Regions from separate parts of the Mus musculus genome. Here region 1 is linked to region 2. Evidence: chromatin contacts called from public Hi-C data. All regions are on one chromosome and are shown on one strand. The core of a region is the stretch at or near the end of the contact, and the rest is flanking DNA. Distances in the headings are between cores, read along the strand shown.

Region 1 (5,377 bases), core at 729-3,228, 210 kb after region 2:
CACTGCACACAGGGCATCAGGAAATCGCAGGGCGCCATCTGCAGTGGTTATAGCATGTGGAAAGGATTTGCCAAGAAGGAAGGGAGAGCCAGTGAAAGTCCAGGCTCCTAACCTAGCAGGCTGGGAGCAGAGAGGTATTCAGAGGGCCTGAGGCCGACTGGGGGACCGATGGTAAAGGAGGAGGGCTCCATAGGACTAAAGTGTAGAGCCCAGGTTTGCAACAAGATTCCTACAGGGCCCACTCGGGAAGTAATGGTGTATACAAAGAGATCTACTGCCGAGGGTGAAAAGCAGGTGAGAGGTCACTGCTAGCATGCAGAAGACAACTCAAGCTGGTCCAGGCTGTTCCGGGAATCCCAATATCCAATAGAGCCACAACACAGAGCTTTTAAACCGGGGCCAAGAGCTTTTCCACATCTGGTCGGCAGCTCTCCATTAGAGGCCCACAGCACAGTATACTTGCCCCTGGGGGTGGATGAAGTACAAGGCGGTTCTGAGGATCAGCATCTTCAAAGTGTGGGGCCTCGCACTCTGTGCCTGGGGGCTAATACGTGGTATACATTAATGCTTTAGAGCACAGCTCGGCCCTGTACCATATTGGCCTGAGTCGATGCTAGCCATCCCTCAGACTTTTCATGCCCCACTGCAAACGGTCAAGGGAGTGCCTCAACTACGCAAAATGGCCCTTGACCTCTCTCCTTTCACGAGGCAGCAGCACTTCCTCTTCACACACAGGAGCCAGACAGAAGCAAGCAAGCAAGCCCTGCTGTGGGTCGTGGGCCATGGGTCGGCATTCACCCAGCCAGAGGGAAGGAGGTCAGGCGATAGAGCAGCAGAGCATCCCAGGCTGCGCAGGACAAGGGCATCCCCACTTCCTGCACAGCTTGCCACAAACAGGATGCATTTGTTGTTGTTTCTTCTCCCCAGAGCAGGAGTAGGCCAGACAGACAAGCCAGGTAAAAGTGAGGACACAGATCCCCGGAGCCTGTGCCTCTTGGGCTCGTTCGCCTGTCAGTCACTGCTGATGGCTCTTCCTAAATAGGAAGGGGCACCGCTCTCCTCTCCAAGCCGGGAAGGAGGACGGTGCTTTTCCCAGTCCACTGCAGAGGAGAGGAAGCAGCATCTGCGACATCAGCACAGGCTGCTGGTCACTGGCACACCACGGAATTCTCTAAACCTGGTGGATCATGTGCCTTGTCAGCTGCTGGCTGCAAATGAGGATAATTCTCCCAAAAGGAGCATTCAGTTGCATTCTCATTTCCCTTCTGGCTCTTTCAAATATAAACAAGTACGATAATGCTTAACGCTGGGGAAATATACAGCAAGTTACAGGCTGCGCCTCGGCCTCGAGAGCTGGCGCTGGTTAAAGGAACAGGACCTTCTGCCGGCTGTTCTGCCCTCTGGCCCCAAGCTTTTACCAAGACTATTCTCCTAATAAAAGCCAGCTTGCATTCCCTCAGCCGAGCCCACCAGTGAGGTGAGGGTTCCAATGCCATCGGCACTTCCTTCCGGGCTCTTGCTTCTCATTTGGTGCTATAACTCTACACTGGCTGGAATTCCAATATACCTAGTTCTCCAGAAAAGGCAGGGGCTTGATTTAGTTTCAATAAATGAGTCATTTTTCTTAAGAAGAATGGGGTGGGGGAGAACACATAATTTTCGAGTGCTACCCCTACCATTTCCCCTGAGGTGGGGGTGAAGGCCGTCTAGGTCTGACTTGTCTTGGAGAACAGAGGCAACCAGAGTTATAAGCATCAGACGGCAACTTCACTCAAGGCTGTCAGGGTTTAGAGAGGGATTAAACTCCTTTCTCCCATGGCACCCTGGACCCCACCTGTGGATAAGAGCCAATGCTAGTTCCTGTGGATATAGAAACATGGGCTACAGACAACCTGGGGCAGACCTGCAAATGGTAACTGGATGACATTTCAACAACGCCAGAGTGAGAAGCATGGTGCATCCTCACCCTCACCTCACCCCAGACATTCCTCACAGAGCAGCGCCCTGCTTCCCTGAGAGTCCTCACTCACGCAGCACTGGATTCTATTTACGGAGCTAAGTGGAGGAAGACCAAGTCGGGGGTCGGTCACTTCTCTCTGGATCAAGACTCGCTATCTACTCAGCCACTGGCTCCTGGTCCAGAGAGGACCCTACCTCTGTGATAAACTGTTGCCACAGGACCCATGAATAAGCATCCAGGTGCCCTACCCCCATCTTTCCTACACACCCGCAGGATAAACAATGCAGGGCTTTGATTGAGACCTTGCAGAATCCAAAAGGTTAAAAGGAATAATAAAGGAAACTGCCAATTGTAAGTGAATTATATTTGGCTCTGAAAGCCAAGGAAGGCACCGGCTATATTATAAAGGCATCTCTCTGCGGTGTTTACCATCACCCTGACTAATGCAGACCTTTTTTGTTGTTGTTGTTTTAAATAATCTCATGCAAATTAGACACACACACTTCCTTCCAGTTGATTGCTATCTGTGAGGAATAATCTAATCGCAAAGGGACTGAGCAATGGCTGAACAGAACAGAGAGCAGAGGACTTTGCCATTCTGCAGGCGGCAAGCAAGCCTCCTGCTCCCTCCCTATCTATCTGCCTTTGGAAGAGTTAGTTCATTCTGATAAGGTTACATTTTTCTCTTAGCTGAGGGGTAGACTGGTTATCTGACACCACTAGGACTTGGCATTTTAATCTTCTTCCAGCAATTCCCTTCCACCATGGGTGATCCTTCTAGAGTTCCCACCCTACCATCTACTACTAGGAAAGAATGACTAAGGAAGTCCTGCCCGCTCCTCTCAGGGAAAGAACAGGAGCACTGTTTAGGAGGAAGAGCAGTGGCCAGAGGCTGGGCCGGCCCAGAGATCCTCCCTGACTTGCAAGGCCCTGGGCTGCCTAATCTGCAAAGCCCTCCAAGGTCCCCAGCACCTTTCCTATTCCCTTGGTTCGCTCCAAACTACTTCCCCAAACATCAGGAAGTTACCACTGCTGCCCCTGTGGAGATTTCTTCTCCCTAGAGGGCTACATTTAAAAGAATGGAGAGAAGGAACGGCTTTGCAGTGACCACAGAGGTGGGCTCCAACGCCATCTGAACTGGACTCAGGACAGTCACACCTGCCTATTTTTTATATCCTAGCATATAAACAACCTGCTTTCTTTTCCTAAAGGTTTCTATTAGAAAGCAAACAGAAGCCAAAGATGTGTGTGTGCACGCGCGTGCGCGTGCGCGCGTGTGTGATCATGATGCCCATGTCCTTTCCCGGCAGGATGATGGTTTCCTGTGAGGCTGGCTGCACAAGGACTTCTCAGATCAAGCAACTCCACACTTACTGCAGTGCCTGCTGGGCACAGCTCTGGGCCTGACTCGAGGTGAAACAGAAACCTGACAGGTGACAGCAGTGTTCTCTGCATTGTGTGGGGCAAGCGACCAAGACCGAAGGGCTAGGAATGGTTTGAAAATATGGGAGGCAATGAACCCCGGCCGTACCTTCCAGTCTGGACCAGACTTTATAATCAAACTGTAGAGAACAAGAGGAAATGGAGGGGGGGCATACAGCCCAGGGAGGCAGCGAAGGGCCCAGAACTCAGATCATCTTCCTCCATCTACAGCCCCTCCATTTCTGAGTCAACTAAGACTCTGAAACAGAGCAGGGTCACCTCTCTCAGAACACAACTAGTTATCTGCTTGGCACATTCCAGGAGGAGATGAGGCAGGAAGACAGCTGGCTAAAGATATTCCCCAAATTAAAAGAAAAATCAACTCCCTCAGAATGGGCTCAGGGAGGGAAAGGGAAAAAGTATTCTTCCTTTATTAACATTTTGTTGGAACAGTAGAGTACAATAAGGACTCTCGGAGCCTCTAAAAGTCGTTGGATGACCTGTGGACCCCTATTTCCCAGTGCCTTGTATAAAATTGAATTTTTTAAACATAAATTACACGTAATGACGACACTGTAAAAACTAACAGTAATGGAAAGCTGTGCTGTATTTCATTAGCCTGTATTATTCCGTGCCACCTGATCCAGCCGGGCCTTGTTTATGAGTTAGTGTGCTAGCAGATGCCGATGGAAGCATTTGCTTCGACCTTGCTCTTCTCATTGGGGCATGAAATTACGACGGCAGCACCTTGATATTACAGCCATAAATACAGTAAACTGCAAATTTAAGCCAACGGCTCCTATTGTCTCTGAACATAAAGCTGATCGGTATTTATTTAAAAGGAGAACAAAAAAAATATTATATATCACCTTGTTTATGGGGCCGCCCCACCCACTCTCTTATCCCCTCCCCCAGCTCCCCAACCTGTCTAATCCGCTAGGTTAAAATATTAAGCAAATAAGCCAAAGCTCCCTTCTCTGATGATAACTATTCCCCAAGCAGCAAGGACCAGTTTTTGAGAAAAACAGTTCTAAATATCACTAGTCTGAATGAAAGTTTTTATGCAAATTGAGCTGGAGTGGGCTGGCTCTCCTGATCTTGATATTAATGTGTAACTTCAAGAATGGGATGAAGACTTTCCCCTCTCCTCAAATGGCTGGCGTCTGTACAACTGAAGGAAAAGTTGCTGCTGATGCCTTGAAACTGGATGCTCTCTCAGTATCCTTCTGAAAACTGTTCCGTAGAAAGGCTGCTTCGGAGACAGCAAAACACTGCCTCCTGCCACCCAGGGAAAGAAAGATATTTACCCACGAATGTAATTCTCATCTCAGCACAGAGCACTCAGACCTCTCATTAAAACTTGCACCAATCCCTTCCTTATCCCGGTGACCCATAAAGACAATACATCCTTTAAATATATCAAACGTGCAAGAAAACCAAGCAAAGGCGCAAGGACACTGGTCTCCCGCAGGCGCCTCTCCCAGTAAATCACTGAGTAAGAAGCCAGTGCACCACGTAGTTCACTGCCGGCGGCTTACAGACTCGGAGACCTGGCAGGAGACAAGACGGGGCTGCTTTCCCTGTGTAAGGAAGAGGGTCCTTGAGGAGACAGAGGAGCTATGAACACTCAGCCACAGCCAGGTGTGGTGCTCTCAGACATTAGAACATCAGCAGACAAGCTCACAAGTCTCTACCAACACAGCACACAAGAGGACCATTGCAACTGTGAACTAAATGCAAATCGAGGCTTTAATTTCAAAGCAGACAGGCTGTGGTCACAGGGCCTAGAGCCCAGTAGTGCTATGACACAGGCAGATCAAGCAAGATCAAAAGTTTCTGTACACTTTGGCAGGTTATTTCACAAGGCAGATGTACTCCCTTGGAGCCCTAAATTATAGCAGCTACACCAGGCTTAGTGCCTTCACATAAGGAGGGAACTTTCTATAAAATTTACTGAGGGCCTCTGGGGAGCAGTATACCTACTGAACAAGACGG
Region 2 (5,329 bases), core at 2,524-5,023:
TCAGACTTGCAGTATGCAGGCAGGGACCTCGGGGAGCTGGGCTCAGCCCCACAGGCCCGCCCAGAGCCCTGGCTGCCCCCCTGCCTGCCTCCCCTTGCCCGGCCTCCCGCCCCGCTCTATGAAAATTTAATGCCGGGTAATGACAGTCTGGGCTAATGAAAGAGGCTTCTCTTCTGGCAAAAAGAGAAAAACAAACAAAAATCAACAACCTGCAAGGGGGCATTAACTTTTCATGAGCTCTCTCCCCAGTGACACCCCGCCCCGGCTCACCCCGGGCAGCGCCAAGCCCCCTCCTTCCCTATTTCTCTCAGGAGCCAGGCTGGGCTGAAAGAGTGAGGACGCAGCTGGAGGGGTCCTGATTCTTTGAGAGTGTCTTCTTGGGGTTTCTTTGTGGGACACCTGCCAGTCTTAGGGAAGAGGGAGCTCTAAGGGTTTGGGGGAGCTTCCGTGGAGGGCTCTGGGGGTGGAGTACCAGCGCCGGGCAGCAGGTGGGAGTGGATGCAGTCCAGAGCTAGTGAGAGAGGAAAGGATGAGTTCAGGGGTCCGGTTCCGGTCTCAACAACCTGCAATAAGCCTCGCCCCCCAGTCCTAGCTCCCCTGTGCCTGACTGCAAATGGCTAGAGAAAAGGGCACGAAGCGCCGCTCTTTCTCTCTCTTTGTGGTGTCCTGGAGAGCCATTGGCTGCTGCCTGTGATATCCTGAGAGATGCGACAATTAATTTTCTTTTAATCAAGGTCGGATGAAGTAAATCGGCGCGGCTGTGCAGCCCTTCATTTTCTGTTTTTGCAGTGGTGCAAAACAAATATGATCAAATTATACTCCTTCTCACCTTATTGAATTAGGAAGCATGACTGATCAGAGGGAGTGGAGATGCACGATACTAGGTGGAGCGCCCCCTCTTTCCCTGACCCAGCTTCCATCTCTCGGGGGTCACTGGGACTTAGGGACCCCTGGAGGATAACAGAAGACAGTACTCAGCATAGTGGGTGCTCAGCAAAGGCATGTGAAAGAATGAATGAATGAGTTGAATGAATGAATGATGCAGTGATAACCTTGGGTCCTTTATGGCTTTTAAATTTTTAGTGTGTGTGTGTGTGTTCAAGTATGTGCATGCTGTGACATCTTTTTAGGTCACAGAACAACTTTTGGGAGTCCTCTCACCCATATGAGTTCTGGGAACTGAACTAAGTGGTTAGGCAGAACGTCTCTGCCAGCTTTCCACCTTTGCTTTGCTTTTTTTTTTTTTTTTTAAGACAGGGTTTCTATTTGTAGCCCTGGCTGTCCTGGAACTCACTCTGTAGACCAGGCTGGCCTCGAACTCAGAAATCCACCTGCCTCTGGCTCCTGAGTACTGGTATTAAAGGTGTGTGCCACCACTGCCCAGTCCACCTTTGCTTTTGAGGCAGGCAGGGTCTCTCTGCTGCACTGGCGTTTGCTTTATCACTGTTGCTGTGATAAAGAGCTCTGGAGAGGGCTTGCTTCAGCTTGTACTTCCAGGTCACAGTCCATCACCGAGAGAAGTCAGCGAGCTCACGCAGGAACTGAAGCAGAGTCCAGGAAGTGCTGTGTCCTGGCCGGTTATCTGGCTTGTACCCAGTTAGCTTTCTTACACAACCCAGACCCACCTGCCTGGGGATGGTGCCACCCACAGTGGGCTTGGCCCTTCCCCATCAGTCATAAGTCAAGATACTCTTTCACAGCAGTGGCCACAGGCCCATCTGATCTGGGAAGTTCCTCAATTGAGCTTCCCTCTTCCAAGGTGACTCTATGGTTACATAAAAACTAACCAGCGCAGCTGGGTGCCCCAGGCTCACTGGCCTGCTAGCTTTTGGGGGAATTCGTCAACCCCTGTCTCTAGCCTCACTGAAGGATTGCTGGAGTTACAGACATGCACCATAGTGTCCAGATTCTGCAAAAATCTCAGGGATTCGAACTCAGGTTGTTAGGTTTGTGCAGCAGACACCTTTTAGCCATTTATCTCTCCCCGTTGAGACAGAGCTGTATATGGGCCAGGCTGGCCTCAAACATGTGGCTGTGGATGATCTCAGACTCCTGGTCCTCCTGCTTCTGTCTTCCCAGGGCTGGGATTACAGGGGGAGCTGCCATGCCCAGTTCGTGTGGGGCATATTAGGCAAGCCCTCTACCAGATGACAGCCATCACTGAGAAAACGTTTGGGAGAATCTGAAAGGGTAAATTGGCGTTGGCTCAGGGACCTCAGGGAGAGAGCTGCCAAGGTCCTCTAAGATTAGAGTTTGCCTAGAAGGAGAGTCACCTGGGCCCAGGTCTCGGCTCCATCCTAAGACATATTAGTTTTTTTTGTCACCGACCTTAAACTGAGGATGAACATGTCAATCAAGCCGGGGCTAGATGAGGTAACAGTCTATGGGAGATGACCTCACACAGTGGGCGTGCAGCGCCCGTCACCTGGCATCATCACCTTTTATTAACATGTGTTTATTTCTGATACAAAAAGCAGTTGGGCTGGGTTGGGAAAGGCCCTGAGTACCGTGCCCAGAAAGAGATGGCTTTCCCACCCTGTGGTGGGCCTGACCCATGGTACTCAGAGCAGAGCAGGCAATGTAGGTGTCTACATATGAATTCATCTTGCAGATGCCAGGAGATGGGGAAGGCCCTCCTGAGCGTCCTCTTCTAGAGTGAAGTCCTTCTAACCCAGGGCTTAGATGGGCTATTCCCCTTCTATGTGGGTCTCTGCCTACCTTGAGGTTGCTGGGGGCCTTCTGATGTGTGGTGCTAAGGGTTTGTGGAAATGTCCTGCCTCTGTGCTGTGGTCACAATTCTGCGGTGGAGGAGGGGTCACTGATAACACACACGGTCATTGTTCTTTGGAAGATTTCAGCCTGGCTCATCACACACGGTGATAAATCCCAGGGAGAAGCAAGCAAGGTGATACCTACACATGAGCACATACACACTCATAGAGAAAGAAGGCACAGGAGGGTTGGGGGAAGGGAAGGGAAGAGGAAAGGGGAGGGAGAAGAAGCCTCCAGAAGCAAAGCTGCTAACCCAGGGCTTGGATGGAGATGAGCGGCTTAGACAGCATACTGAGCCAGCATGGGGGGGGGTGGGGGGGCTTGGGAGAGGCAGAGAGTTTCTGATTTTCGGGGGAGTCACAGTGAAGGCGAAGAGAAAGGGAATTTATCTGGAAGGTTCAGGGCTGAGGTGAATCCCTGGGGCATACGGACAGATGGATCCGTTTGTCATCCGTTTGTCATTCCAGAGAGTGAGGCCTATAAGAATCAACCTCAACCTCTGAGACCCAAAAATCTCTGGAAAGCCTCTCTGAGTACACCAGGGTCCACCTAGGCCCATAGAAGTCTCTGGAGGGGATAATAAGGTCCGAGGCTCATGCTGTAGGCTAGGAGTAGACTGGGCACCTGTGGCGAGAGGCAGGTGCTGGGTTTCCCAGTTTTATTATGTTGGGATCTTGTGACCTTCAACTTCTCTAAGGCCTTGCTAGGTCTCCATCCCTCTGGGCCTCTCCTACCTCAGGGGAGTCAGCTGACTGGCTCTGGGTCCTCATCCCAGACTGGGGTGTGAAGACAGCCCTGGGGTAGATGGGTGACCCCGGGCATCGTTCCATAACCTCCCTGGCATGTGCTGGCCATGCCCGTGGGCCTGTGCCATACACGGCCTGTGGGACCAGTCTCTGGGTGGAGGACTTTTCTTCGCAGCTGAGTCATTGCTCCCAGGGTGCAGCAGTGACCCAGATGGGGCAAGATCATGACATATATTTATCTCTGCCATCTTCCCAGTACCTTCCCCTTCCCTTCCTCTTCCTGCCCCATCCCCCTCTCCCTCCTCCTTGGGTGTGACACCTGACCTTCCTACTCAGCCCCAGATCTCTCCTGTGCTAAACAAGGTCCTCTGCCTAGGCTTTCTGTCTTCTTCTCTGCTCATTGACAAGAGTCATAGCTGCCACTAATTGAAGGCTGACCAATTACCAGCCACTTTGCACATATTACATTTAATCCATTTGCCAGGCTGACTGTTACTATTATTATCCCCATTTTACAGATGCCAAAAAGAAGGCTCAGAGTTGAGTGGCTTGCCCAAGGTTAGGACTAGGAGTGGGTAAACTGGGTGGGACAGATGCCAATGGTTGTTACCCTCCTATGATGCTTTGTTCCCTCCCATCCTAACTTCCTAGGGGTCCTTCCTCATGGCTCTCAGAGCTCCTTGCCCCAAGGACCTCTGCCTGCTTCCCATTAACACTCACTTGTCCCAGATCCCAACTCATGCCATCCATTCAACCAACTAGTTCAAGTTCCCAGGACCTTGTGAAATTGGGCAGAGGACTGGTCCAGAGTCCAGGCCAGAGGAGGAGAGAAAATCCCCCAGTGTGAACCCCTCAGCCTGCTCCAGAATAGAATAGGGACAGGGCTGGAGCTGTGCCCACTACCAGCTGCTACCCTCCCCAGACAGGGCTGGGGACTCCTGCATGGAAGTAATGCACAGGGAAGGGGGAGGGGGAGAGGGGAAGGGAAGGGAAGGGGGGGTGCCGGGGCACCCAGCTGGTGAGCAGTGATCCTTCCTTATCCTGCATCAGCCCATCCTCCTGCCTCCTCAGGCTGGAGTTTCATGGCACGGCTCACTTTCACTTTGGTCTTTGATCACTTCAGGGTTGAACAGTTAGGCAAGGGAGTCCTGGGGTTGGGAGGGGCTAGGAAGACTGGATCCTGAGGTGAGACCCCCCCCCCACTCCTCTGTCTCCTCTGCCATCAGATGAGGTGCTCAGAGGACGAGGAGCCAATCTGAGCACTGCCTCTGTCCTCTTGGGACTATCCCCATGACTGTCTTCCCAATGAAAATAACTTTGCTGGATTATTTCATCATCTGTGTCGGTTGCATGAGATCTAGGCAACGCAGAGAGGCAGTGACAATCTGCGCAAAGATCTCTCCTGGTTCTGTGGACGGGAGCCCTCTGTCCCTGCCGCTGGGTCCAAGCTTTTGCCTCCAGTGTGTTTTGAATGTTTCTCTCTGTCGCCACTTTAAATGCTGTGTTTGGGGATCACGCATGACCCCTGAGGCTTCCACTAGTTCCTGCTCTCGAGCTGTTTCCAGCCTTGGGGTCAGTAGCTGTCCCTTTTTGAGTCTCCTCTCCAGGTTCTTCATGCAAGAGCCATCTCAGGGCCACCTCTCCCTGCTCTGGGCTCACCGCGTTGTGAGCTGCTGTGAGTAGCCAGTAGAAGAAACTTGGGTGGGAAGTCAAGGCATCCAGGTTTGTCCACTGCCCTGTGTGTGCCAACCATGTGGACAGGACTAACCTCTTCACCCTGTGAACCCCAGGTTTCCAGTGATGAAGCAGGG

What was found. A called contact is a pair of places that touch in the nucleus more often than the background predicts.
Region 1: a contact with region 2 is called in a Hi-C map of rod photoreceptor, with 1.8 times the contacts expected there. The contact joins two enhancer-like sites. A contact is called at or near these places in 2 of 484 Hi-C or Micro-C datasets (nephron progenitors and rod photoreceptor), 4 of 115 datasets of contacts at active chromatin or transcription factors (embryonic basal ganglia, embryonic limb bud, embryonic stem cells and 1 more) and 2 of 9 other capture datasets (embryonic stem cells and embryonic trunk).

The regions. Positions count from the first base shown.
Region 1 is chr4:148,984,868-148,990,244 of GRCm38.p6, forward strand. The region is part of intron 3 of Pex14 (peroxisomal biogenesis factor 14); the gene reads right to left. Among named protein-coding and RNA genes, the nearest start is that of Gm42351, 23 kb to the right of the region's middle. RefSeq lists an enhancer at 1-2,384. Within about 2 kb of position 1,979, at least 23 of the 459 cell types and tissues checked have an H3K27ac peak or open chromatin away from gene starts, as enhancers often do. A contact at or near this core is called in rod photoreceptor, where this site is marked.
Region 2 is chr4:148,771,233-148,776,561 of GRCm38.p6, forward strand. No RefSeq gene overlaps it. Among named protein-coding and RNA genes, the nearest start is that of Gm42350, 11 kb to the right of the region's middle. Within about 2 kb of position 3,774, at least 13 of the 459 cell types and tissues checked have an H3K27ac peak or open chromatin away from gene starts, as enhancers often do. A contact at or near this core is called in rod photoreceptor, where this site is marked.